4 separate regions of the Mus musculus genome follow, and all the other regions are linked to region 2. The links are chromatin contacts, called in public HiChIP or PLAC-seq and promoter capture Hi-C maps. All regions are on one chromosome and are shown on one strand. The core of a region is the stretch at or near the end of the contact, and the rest is flanking DNA. Distances in the headings are between cores, read along the strand shown. Region 1 holds the start of Alyref (Aly/REF export factor). Region 2 holds the start of Aatk (apoptosis-associated tyrosine kinase). Region 3 holds the start of Sgsh (N-sulfoglucosamine sulfohydrolase (sulfamidase)). Region 4 holds the start of A930037H05Rik (RIKEN cDNA A930037H05 gene).

Evidence for each region. Promoter capture Hi-C pulls out the DNA fragments that hold promoters and counts their contacts. HiChIP or PLAC-seq counts read pairs in DNA pulled down with a chosen protein or histone mark.
Region 1: an H3K4me3 HiChIP or PLAC-seq map of embryonic limb bud shows a contact between it and region 2, with 2.7 times the contacts expected there. The contact joins the promoter of Alyref here to the promoter of Aatk in region 2. A contact is called at or near these places in 2 of 115 datasets of contacts at active chromatin or transcription factors (embryonic limb bud and pancreatic cancer cells).
Region 3: a contact with region 2 is called in a promoter capture Hi-C map of embryonic stem cells, with 4 times the contacts expected there. The contact joins the promoter of Sgsh here to the promoter of Aatk in region 2. A contact is called at or near these places in 1 of 39 promoter capture datasets (embryonic stem cells), 2 of 115 datasets of contacts at active chromatin or transcription factors (bone marrow-derived macrophages and pancreatic cancer cells) and 1 of 9 other capture datasets (embryonic stem cells).
Region 4: a contact with region 2 is called in an H3K4me3 HiChIP or PLAC-seq map of forebrain, with 3 times the contacts expected there. The contact joins the promoter of A930037H05Rik here to the promoter of Aatk in region 2. A contact is called at or near these places in 5 of 39 promoter capture datasets (the 3T3-L1 cell line, the C10 cell line, embryonic stem cells and 2 more), 7 of 115 datasets of contacts at active chromatin or transcription factors (acute myeloid leukemia, bone marrow-derived macrophages, cardiomyocytes and 4 more) and 2 of 9 other capture datasets (macrophages and pancreatic islet).

The regions. Positions count from the first base shown.
Region 1 is chr11:120,596,927-120,599,704 of GRCm38.p6, forward strand. It overlaps Alyref (Aly/REF export factor), which reads right to left and starts at 1,439. Exons shown (of 6, transcript NM_011568.1): 1 at 1,179-1,439; 2 at 709-840. The coding sequence starts at 1,412. Anapc11 (anaphase promoting complex subunit 11) reads left to right here and starts at 1,606. Exons shown (of 3, transcript NM_001038230.2): 1 at 1,606-1,944; 2 at 2,316-2,442. The coding sequence starts at 2,334.
Region 2 is chr11:120,045,680-120,048,508 of GRCm38.p6, forward strand. It overlaps Aatk (apoptosis-associated tyrosine kinase), which reads right to left and starts at 1,466. Exons shown (of 14, transcript NM_001198785.1): 1 at 1,190-1,466. The coding sequence starts at 1,271.
Region 3 is chr11:119,354,229-119,356,928 of GRCm38.p6, forward strand. Sgsh (N-sulfoglucosamine sulfohydrolase (sulfamidase)) reads right to left here and starts at 1,282. Exons shown (of 8, transcript NM_018822.3): 1 at 1,169-1,282. The coding sequence starts at 1,256. Slc26a11 (solute carrier family 26, member 11) reads left to right here and starts at 1,329. Exons shown (of 17, transcript NM_178743.3): 1 at 1,329-1,407; 2 at 2,580-2,700. The coding sequence starts at 2,623.
Region 4 is chr11:119,489,665-119,492,627 of GRCm38.p6, forward strand. A930037H05Rik (RIKEN cDNA A930037H05 gene) reads right to left here and starts at 1,571. Exons shown (of 4, transcript NR_153849.1): 1 at 1,379-1,571. Endov (endonuclease V) reads left to right here and starts at 1,683. Exons shown (of 9, transcript NM_001164636.1): 1 at 1,683-1,795; 2 at 2,121-2,292. The coding sequence starts at 1,740.

The sequences.
Region 1 (2,778 bases), core at 189-2,688, 550 kb after region 2:
AGGTCAAACAGCTGGGCTCTGGGGAACGGTACCCAGAAAGGCCCAGCACACCTGACTCAGTTCTGGCTATATCAAAGCTAATTCCCAAAATTATGCCTTGTAACCAGAGAACTCTAAATGCCTCTGAGGTCCAGTTTATAAAGAAATTTAAAAAGACACAAAATCCAAGAAGGGAGGGGAAGAGAAAAAAAATATTTCGAAGGCATGGAGAACCATGACCCAGGTAAGACCCAGGAAAGATCGCCAGTTAAGATCCAGCACAGAGACGCAGGCTGGAAGATACTCTCAGCCACCTTTCTCAGCATCTGGGAGATGCTGGACTTCCTTCTCCTATCAGTTCACCATATCGAGCATAAATCTGAGAAGCAAGCACCTTTCGGTCATGCTGGGACCGGAGTTGTGGCCAGTCTGTGCAGGTTAGAAACTGTAAGCTCTGGCACAGGGCAGGCGCTCACAGTTTGGACAGCAGACAGGACTCATTTTTAGGGGGGCGCGCGCACACACACACATACACACACAGTGTGTGACATCTTCCTGCAGCCTGGCTTATGGGGTCGTGCTCAAACCCTACTTTTTCTGAGGCCAAGGCTCTCAGGGTGACAGTGGCTGGCTCTGGGCAGCCTAGGGGAGGGCAGGTTCCAATCTGTAAAGGATCCTGGAGCCCACGTCCGCGTGGGACGAGGAAAGCGGAGAGCTCCCGTCTCCTACCTGAATATCAGCATCTGACACTCCGAAGTCCAGGTTGGACACCAGCAGCTTCCCGCCGGTCTCCACGCCGGCTCCACCCCCGAAGCCGCTGTCGAAGAGGTCGTGCTGCCATTTGTCGGGAAGTTGTTTCGGCTGGAGAGAAACCGTAAGCACAGAGACACTCGTGAGACTCGTCCCGGGAGCCCGCGACACCTCGGCGACGCTCTCCCGTCGGCCCCGCGGCCAAGGTCGAGGAGCCCCGAGAGTCCCCCAGCCCCGCCGCTCCGCTACGGACACCCAAGTTCTCTCGCAGCGGCCCCCGCCGCCACGAGGCTGGACCACGACCGGACAAAGCGTCCCGGAAGATCCTGGCCTCGGGACGGCCTCGCCCCCGCCCACCCCTCGGCCGCGGTCCCGCGCGGGACGCTCACCCGGTCCCGGCCGGCCCGGGCGCACCCTCCCCGGCCCGCGCCGCAGGTCCCCGCACTCACTCTGCTGTACGGCGCCGGCCGGTTCCTGCCGCCGCCTGCGGCGCCGCGGGCGATGGCGGGCCGGTTCCTCATAGGCCCGCCGCCTCGATTCACCCGCGCGGCGGCCTGCACTGCGCCGCCGCGGCCGCCCTGGGAGCCGGCCCTGCCGCGACCCCGGCCCCCGCCGCGGCCTCCTCGCTGGCTCCGGTTCAGCTTAATGATGTCGTCCAAAGACATGTCCATTTTGTCGGCCATGGCGGGCGCGGATTCGGGCCTCGGATCGAGCCCGCGCGTCAGCACGCCGCGGCGTCACTTCCGGCGCCTCCCCCTGCCTTCCGGCGTCGCGGGCCCGAAGCGAGCGGCGATTGGTCTGGGCGCGCGCGATTCCGCAGAGCGCCTGCGTACGGCTCGCCGCGGTGGCTGGCGCTACTTCGGAGGAGCCCGACGCGGCGCGGTCGTTTTTATACATTCCCGCGCGGAGGCAACGGAAGGGCGGGGCGCCTCGTGATTAGGCCGCGGAGGTGCGAGGGCGAGCAGGGGGCGGGGCCTGCGGGCGCCTCCCTGGGAGGCCGGAAGATCCTCGGGCGTCGCCTGGGTGCAGCGCAGTGTGCGCGTCCCGCGTCCCTCCTCACCGTGCGATCGTGGGGGTCCCGGCCGGTCCGTGGGTCCGACTTGGTTGTTTTTGCTCGAAGGCTCGGTCTCCTGACGAGCTGGCGTCCTCACCCCTGCTTTAACTTCGCGGATTAGTGACAGTCACTCTTTCCATATCTTTAAAAGCGAGGCCCTGGTTAGTGAAAACCAATGTTTTGCGTGGATGCGGAGGTTTTGTTTTTGTTTTTTTGTTTGTTTTCGTTTCCTGTTTGGCTGATCTGCTTCTGCCCCGGGATTAGAGGCGTGTGCCACCGTGCCAGACTACATGAGTGCAGATCTTTAAAGGCATCCTTAAAGGTGGCAAAATAAACTCGTGCCATTAATCCCACAGGCTCTCCTTGCCGTCTTTAAAGACAAACACGTGCCTTTTTCTTTCTTTTTGGTCGGGACGCACGGAATTTTGGAAGATGCCGTTCTTGACGAGTGCAGCACTTGCCGCAGCTCCATGACTTTGAGCTTAGGTGCTTTCGTATTCCGTACTAACTCCAGGTCATCCTCTTCCCTCAGGTCACAGGCTCTGTTGTCATGAAGGTGAAAATTAAATGTTGGAATGGTGTGGCCACTTGGCTCTGGGTAGCCAATGATGAGAACTGCGGCATCTGCAGGATGGCGTTTAATGGCTGCTGTCCAGACTGTAAGTGTCTTCCTATGCGCTCTCAGAACTTTAGCCTACTCCACCAGCCTAAAAATCCCTAGGTTTCCCAGCACTGGGTAGGCAGAGACTGGAGGATCTCTGAGTTTGAGTTTAGCCTGGTCAACAGGACAAGTTACCTAACCCTAACCGAAACCCCACCGGACAGTGGTGTTGCACGCCTTTAATCCCAGCACTCTGGAGGCAGAGGCAAGTGAATCTCTGAGTTCAAGGCCAGCCTGATCTACAGAGGGAGTTCCAGGACAGCCAGGGCTACACAGAGAAACCCTGTTTTGAAAAAAAAACAAAAAACAAAACAAAACAAAAACAAAAAGCCAA
Region 2 (2,829 bases), core at 216-2,715:
TGGTGATGCTGCCCTTGGATATCTGTCCCTAAAGGTAGTCTGGGCCTTGGGTGGTTTCTCAATACCACCTCTACTCCCGCCCTGGGTTTAAGGGGTCACTGACACAACCCCTAGGTTCTGTGCCTTTGGTTGCCTGGTGAAATGGTGACCTCCAAGCCCCTTGGCTCACCCAGGAAGTCATTTCTGAGCAAAGGACACTTATAGCCCTATACCAGATAGACAGCTCCATCGGCTCCCCTCCCTGGGAGCAAATGCCTTCAGATCCAGCCCTGCCCAGGGGACTCTGTGCATCACTGCACATTCTGGCCCCACTCCAGGAGGGAGACCCAGGAGAGTCATCGTATGTGAGCCGGGCTTTGTTTGGGCTGTGCAGCCAAAGCCAAAGCTCCAGGGACTTGTGGGTGGGACTCCAGGCTCCTCCTGGGCACAGGTTCATTCCCCTCCCTCCCAGGCTAAGCAAACAGAATCAGGATTAGAAACAGCTGCCCTGGCCCCCTCTGCCCACCACAGCTGTCCACCGTGGCCAGGCAGTTGTGGTAAACACATTACCCTGGTGTCCACTAGCCAGGTGGAGCAAGATGCCCGACCCCAGGTCCTGTGCAGTTAGTCAGCACCACCTCTCTAGAATGGGACCTCAGGTGGGCTCATGCTAGGGTCTTCGTCGGTCCCCACACCCACCACAGGCTGCCGAGGGAGATGGGCACGCTGCCTTGCCAGGGATTTGCAGAAAACAGCACCAGGGTTAGGAAGGAGCCTTCCACCAGAACATGGATGAGCAAGCTTCCACAGCGGGCCTGGGCTCCTGCCCTGCCTCACAGAACACCCCTCACCTCCCCAGGGCCCTGAGTCCTGGCAACCTCTCTCCGGGACACCTGGGGCCAACACAGGCCCTCTTGTCCCAGTTACCTGTGCCAGGGAGGCATCCAAAGAGGCAGGGGCTGATGCTGCCAGCCAGCGCTGAAGGGGCCGGCTGTACAGGGTCTGGCCCCAAGGCCTGCCCACCTCCGGAGACCTGTAGTGGGTCCTCGCCGGTCCCTGTTCTTCTGCGGGGACTCAGGGCGGAGAAAGGGTTAATTTCCAGGCAAAATGGGAAACCGTGGCTCCAGCAGCATCATGTCGGCGGTAGGGAGACAGGTGGGGGGGCAGTCGCAGCCGCAAGGCCGCCTCCGAGGGCGCCGCGCGGACTCACCCGGGTCGAAGTGGGAGCTGAAGGCAAAGCTGGGGTTGAAGAAGGACGACGACATGGCCAGGGCCAGCAGCGCGATGAGCATCCCCAGGGCGGGCGCTGCGCTTAAGCTCAGAACGCCGGCGGCCTGGGCCGGCGTTCCGGCATCATCGTCCAGCGGCCTCCGCAGGTGCGGAGCGCACGGCCCCCCGCTCCTAGCGCCCCCAGCCACCGCCGCAGCGCGGGCACCAGTGGGGGCGGCGACAGACTAGGCGCCTCCGCCCGCCGCCGCGGCGCCGCGGGGCTCTGGCTGGTGCAGTCCGAAAACACGCGGGAGCGCGCGCGAGGTGGGGGGGGGGGAGCAGGGGGGGATGGAGATGGGGGCTGGGGGTTACTTTCTGGGACAAAGCAGGGGAGGGGCACGCAGTTCGTGGGACAATGAGGGAAGGAGAGGGGTCACGGAGGTGGGGGGGCTATGAAATAAGGGGGGATGAAGACAGGGGCGCAGAGGCTGGGCAGCGCGAAGGCTGGGGACACGGAGAGGGGACAGAGGCAGGGGAGGTTCACGTAGGTCGTGGGACACTAAGAGATGGGGAGGGGGCACGGAAGCTGGGACTACGGTGGGGGGGGGGCAAATGAAGTCTGAGGGCACGGAGGGGAGGTAGGAGTGCACAGATGATACGGAGGGGGCCGAAGCCTGGGAGGCATGGAGACTGGGGGAAAGGTAGGGGACCTAGGCAGAAGGAGGGGTACAGGCTGTGGGACACTAAAGGATGCAGGCTGGGGAGAGGGCACAGAGGCTGATGCTATGGGAGCTGAGGAGCACCGAGCGGAGACACAGCAGAGAAGGGACACGCAGGTCTTGGCATACGAAGGGTGTGGGCTGAGGGAAAGGGTATGCAGGCCTCGGCTACTGGAAAGGAGACTGGACGGGACAGGGAGGAGGGACACGGAGTGTTGAGATGGAGACAGTGGGGTCATCGAGGCTTTGGGGCTCCAAAGAAGTCTGCTACTAAGTGGGTGGGGGTTTTGGAAGAAGGAGCCGATGGTTGCGAGTGACGAAGGCCAGGGGCATCCAGGCAGGTTAGAGGAGAGTACGGAGGTCGAAGGTCCGGGGAGGCTGAGATGAGGATGAGGGGTCAAGCCCTAGATGGGAGAGCGACTGAGACTGGAAGCTGATTTGAGACTGTGGGCATCTCAAGAGGTCACTGACTTCGTGGTGGTTGTCACGGAGGCCAAGGGTCACAGGTGAGGTTACAGACCGGAGTGTCCATGGAGGTGCAGAGCTGGGGTCCTGCTGAGTAGCGGATGGTGGAAGGAAATACTAGGTGGGGGATCCAGGAACTCATGGTTACAGGGTTACTCGCAGGTTTGGGGGTGGCTTGTCAGGACACGCTTACACCGGTTGGGGTGCTGTTTTTGCACTGACCGCCTGCAGCTGTGCCACGATGCGACAAACGGCTGGCCCCATCTGGCCCCATCAGCGCAGAACAGCCGGGGCGCTTGGAGCAGGCGGCGGCGCCGGGCACCGACGCCGTGCCCCGCGCCCCTCCTCCTCCCGCCGCAGCGCCATCTTGCAGCGTTGCTAAGAAGCTGCAGGCCTGGCGGCATGTAGGCGAGGCACGAAGAGGGGTTGTCACCTGCATGCAGCTCTGGGGTCCTGG
Region 3 (2,700 bases), core at 32-2,531, 690 kb before region 2:
ACACAGAGGTCTCAGCTCTTGCCTCTGACCCTGATCATTCAGTCCTAAAATTCCTGCTGTCATTATCTGAATCCAGTCTTCAACAGTTAAGTGAGGGTGGGGTCCAATCGAACAGGACTGTGGCATTTCTCTGTCAGGTTTGGAAATGAGACAGGTGTCATCAACAATCCAGGAAGGCCTCCCCAGAAACAGAGGGAGGAGCCGGCTCTCTGAACCCAGTCTCTCCATATAATGAAATTGTTAGACTTACATTGGTTTGTTAAAAACCTGGCCTGTAGTGTGGCGTGCATGTGTGCATGCGTGAGTGTGACTCTATTTTCTGCTTTGTCCGTATTTTCCCTGCATGTACATATACAACAGTTACAGATCCCTGTGAGCCGCCATGTGGGTTCTGAGTATTGAACCTGTGTCCTCTGGAAGAGCAGCCACTTCTCCTAACCACTGAGCCACCTCTCTAGCCCTGAGACTGCCAGGTTTTGTTGTGATGGCTGTCCAAGCTGAGACAGGACCGAAGTTCCAGAGCCACACGAACTGGCTCCAGAGGATTCCAGCGCCAATCCTATCCGGTGGATATACACCCTAGGCCGATCTTCGAGACTATCCTTGGAGAGATTGGGGGTAGTGCTGCAAAGACAGCACTGTTTATGTTACAATTAACCAACTGGCTTGCCCAGATACCACAAAGTTTATCAGAAGAGTGGGCCTGGCCCAGAGCCAGACCTCAGAAGGCCTGGGCTGTCACAAGCCAGGCACTGATCACCCAAACAGGAAGTCTCATGAATGCAGGAGGAACTTGGTGGTTTGCGTGGGCATTGGAGTACTGTACTTTTGGGCCAGGAGCTAAGAGAACTGACCAGGGCATCCTGCAAAAACTCGGGGACTCAGGCTATTCTCATTTCTGGAACCTTATCAGAGGTCTGCATGAGTAGCCGGGGTCCACCGGGTCTCCTTGGCAGCTTTGACTACAGATGTGGGAATGCTGGCCAGCTTGGGGATGGCAGAAGCGGGAGGGCCAGACGCATTTAGAGTCACCAGGAAGAGACCTGCAACAGGAGGCTCGGCAAGGAATTGGCGCGCCGGGGTCAGCATGGGCCAGTGGCGGGGAAGAGCCCAGTGGCCGCTTCTGGGAGCAGCAGCAGGTGGCCGTGCCAGGGACGGCGGCACTCACCAACTATCAGTAGCACGTTGCGCGAGTGCGCGCCGCAGAGTCCCAGGACCAACAGAATTGTGCAGCAGGCCAGTCCCGGGCAGTGCATGGCGGCGCCGGTCAGGGTAAGCGGTTCCGGCTCGTCCGCTCCCCACGGTCACGTGCACGGCAGGCCCCGCCCATGTCCTGCCCACTCTGTTTCTGAGATTCCTGCGGACTCAGCTACCGCCACTTCGGAAGACCCTGAGTCTCAGCGTCCGGTGGGTGAATCTGGGTCCTTGTGATGGAGAGAGGGAGTGTGTGGCGGTGTGGGCTGGGGTCACCAGGAGCTGTGGGGCCAGCGCTGAGTCCTCGGGTGAGCCCTACTCCGGGAACCCTCCCTACCGCAAACCATTAGAGTCCGGGCCGCCTTACTCCAGGTTCTCAGACTTGTTTGTGTTCCCCACTGGGACCTCAGCCTCCGTTTCCCAACCCCCCCCCCCCATACCCCACCCCGCGATCCCGGGATCCCGCGCTAGCGGCGGCGTGGGGGTGGGGAGGAGTGGATTTTGTCCAGAGTGTCATTTCCAGGGCTGGGGCGTGTGGACCAGTAATGAGGAGTCAGCTATGGGCTGGGACACGTGTGTGTGTGTGTGTGTGTGTGTGTGTGTGTGTGTGTGTGTGTGTGTGTGTGTGTGTCTGTTCGCCAGGATCTTAGCGGATGCTACGTACCTAGAATTAATTTGAGAGCTTCAGTTAGTCTTTGGAAAACAAAGTAGAATCTTCAGCCCTCCCACCCTTGGGCTATGAATGCCACAAGTGGGTGCTGGGTAAATCTTGACTTCAGGGATGTCACATACTCCCACCCCCTTTCCCCCAACTGCAGCCCTTAGTGGTGGGTGGAGTCCTACCTAACACCTTGGTGGCCCTCTGCGGTGGTGAGGTGTACACTTGGTGAGGTGTAAATCTTGGCTCCTCAGGGCCTCCTGGCTGCCTACCTACACACTCTGCCGGCCAGAGGAAGCCTGAGCCTGCAGGACCTGCTTCTTCTGGGCTGGGATAGTCAGGTTCCCCGGGGAGGGGGTAAAAGAAAGGAGCAGGTTCTTCGGGGTGAAAATGTCGTCTTTAGGCATCCCCTCAAGAGCTAGTTTGCGGGGGGCGGGGAGGGGGGGTTGGTAGGGGTTGACAGTGGAGAGACACCAGAGCTTGGGATCAGGGGCTATGGCCCAGAGATGGGAAAGAGAGGCTGAGGCCTCCCTGAATCCTTGGTGCAGGCCCATGTGCACATTTTGCTGGCTTCCTTTCCCAGATCATGGTGGTTTGGTAAACTTAGCCACCTGGCTCAGCCTCCCTGCCACAAAAGGCAGGCTATGCTCCTGACGCCCTTGGGAAGATAACGCCACCTTCTCCCAAGCTCAGCCCCTGATCACTGCTCCATGTCACCCATGCCCAGCTCTGTGAAAGGTCTGGGTCAGACCAGATCCCCCAGCCTGCACATGGCACCAGACACATGCTGCTGCTCTGCTACGGCCCTGAGGAGGAGGCTACCCGTCCTGGCCTGGGTGCCTGACTAC
Region 4 (2,963 bases), core at 321-2,820, 560 kb before region 2:
TTTCAGGTCTCCCAAGCCTCACACAGGCCATTCCCACCTCCAGTTCAAAGTCCTCTTCCCATGTTTGTTTATGATTTTTCCCTCACAACAGCACAGTACAGTTCTACATACTCTCCCATTTTCTTGTTCTGGACTCAATGCCAGCATTTCCCAGAACTCAGAAGGAAGAGATCCCTAAGGAACTACTGGTCTAAGAAATAAAATATGAACCATCCGTTTCTAATACCAGAGAAGGTACCTTAGATACACTTAAGTTTACCAGATCATAAAAAAGCAAGAGGTCGCAAACCCCAGTCCTTCCTGCTGGTACCTGCTGGCCTTGGCTCTTTTGTCTTAAGGTAAAGACAAACAAAAGGCTACAATCTAGAGCTGGAGAGCTGGTTCAGCAATTGCCAAATATGTGCTGCTGTTTCAGAGGGCCCAAATTCAATGCCTAGCACCCATGTCAAGAGGACCACAGGCTCCTGTAACTTGAGCTCCAGGGGAATCTAACTCTTCTGGTCTCCGTGGGCACCTGCATTCGTTACCAGACTTACAAGAATGAAAATAAATCTCTAAGAAAAAAAAAAAACACTACAGTCTGCTGAGCTCATGTCATTGAGAGGGAGATACACATTAGGTAAGGCTCTGGGTACTAAACGGACAGGATGGGTATTTGGGGTAAGAGACCTATACTAGAAACAGAAAGACTGGTCCTCATTAAGTACTCACCCAGCAGGAAATGAATGAGGCAGACTAATGCAATCAAGAATATAAAAACTACAGTTCTGCACCAAATCGTTGAGCATAGCCAACTTTGCGTTTTGTTTTGGGTTGACACCCTGTAGTGCCTAATCTTGTTTGTGGACTTGGCTATATCTGGAATGAACTAAAACCTAAGAGTCCAGATACCTGCCCTCTATCTAGGACACACCTTCTGGTGGCAGCCTGTATAAAAAGACATGAAAGAAGGAAGCTTTTGTTTTTTGCCTGCTTATGGCAAGCTCTAAATCCCCTTTATGTATTTTCTATCGGTTCTCTTCCTCTAGAAGAACCCTAACTAACACACACACACACCCTGGTCTGGAGGATCCTTTGTTTTTGTTTTTTCGAAATGGGATTTCTCCGTGTAGTCCTGGTTGTCTTAGAACTCAATTACTGTAAACCAGGCTGGCCTCGTATTCAGGGATCCTCTTTACTCAAATGCTGGAATTAATGGAGTGCGCCCACGCCCAGGACCCTCGACTTCACTGGTTTTTGAGTTCTTATTCCGGACTAATTTCTCACAATCGGTACAACTGAAAAAATCTATGCTGCAAAGGTGTCTCAAGTTTGCACAGAGGTTTTCTGCTCCGCAAGCGCGTGCTCATACGCAATGTGTCGATGTGCGGACCCGAACCTGGCAGTAATTGGAACCGCGTTACCCCAGGGCTCAGGGCTCCGTGTGTGCGAGGGATGCAACTGCTGGCCAATCTTTTCAGAGCGGGGCCGAAGCTGCTGGAGGGCTGGAGGCGCCAGGTAAGGCGCAGAGCTGGGCTTGCATTTCCCAAACCTGTGCGCCAACCCACCTACGGGACGGGACGCCGGCATCTGAGAGAGTCGCGCGGGAAGAAGTCAGCGCTCGGCGCCCAGCACTGCTGTGACAGCGGCCCCTGGTGGCGGCAACCTCAGCTGAAGCGGAGGGACGCTAAACGAGCGAGGCTAACAGCTCGGCGCCGGCGCTCCGGAAGTGACGTCCTCAAAGCCTCGAGGCGCTAGCCATGGCTCACACGGCCGCTGAGCGGCCGCCAGAGGAAACCCTGTCGCTGTGGAAAGGGTAATGGGGTCGGGGTCGTGCATTAGCCAAGGGGGTGGCCTTCTCCAGTGACCTCCGACCTCACAGCCCCTGTGGCGGCTGGGAAACTGACCCTCGGTGCTGCGGCACAGGCCTGCTCCGGGCCGCCGGCTGCCGGAAGTTGCAGCCAGCCTTTGTGGGCGTGGTCCTCGTTTCCGGTACCGGGGATTCCCATCGCCGAGAGCTTTTCCTTCTCAGTGTGGCTTGATGGACAAAAAGGAGAGAGGGTGGGCTGGGAGGGGGGACGCCCCGAGCGTCGCGCTCTTCCCATGGGCCCTGAGCCCGTTTGATGTTCGTGTCCTATTAGGGAACAAGCCCGGCTGAAAGCGCGCGTGGTGGATCGGGACACGGAGGCCTGGCAGCGGGACCCCAGCTTCTCGGGCCTGCAGAAGGTCGGGGGCGTGGATGTGTCCTTCGTGAAAGGGGACAGTGTCCGGGCCTGCGCTTCCCTGGTAGTGCTGAGCTACCCCGAGCTCAAGGTAACCCGGGTGGGATGTTGCGCCCGGTGCAGTTCGATCGTAGGCAGAGAGCCAGGGTCCAGTTTTATAAAATTTACTTTTTTTTTTTAATACTTGCACCCCGTAGTGTATATATATATATTTGATGCTAGGAAGCCGACTCAGGCCCTCGAATGTGTTAGGCAAGGGACTGATACACTTCCACCCCGTTTGTAGAGTGTAATGAATAGATTGGAATGCCTTTGAAGAAAAGTTTTCAAAAGCAAAAAGCAGAGGAAATATGGGCACCAGGATGCTTGTGATGTACATAAACTCCCACGGGTCTACATATATGTACACAAATGGTGAATTAAAAGTAGTTTTTAAAGGATCGACAGACAATTCCAGGTCTGGTTGTTGTGTTTCTGATCAGATGGAAGGGACTCGGAAGCCCAGGGACCTTAAAATTCTGAGGGGAAAGGTGTCCCAATGGAAAGGCATCGTGAGACACAAGGACCCGGGAACCACACAGCTCTGAGAGGAAGCCTCAGCCCCGCTCTCTCCACTTCTCTTCTCTTCTCTTCTCTTCCTTGCTTCTTTTCTGACAGGAGAGTTACACCAAGCAGGAAATTTTATGAAAGAGATTTATTGGAGGGAAGACTCCAGGAGGAGGAGGAGGGACTAATCTAGGAATGGCTGCCCTCTGCTCTCGG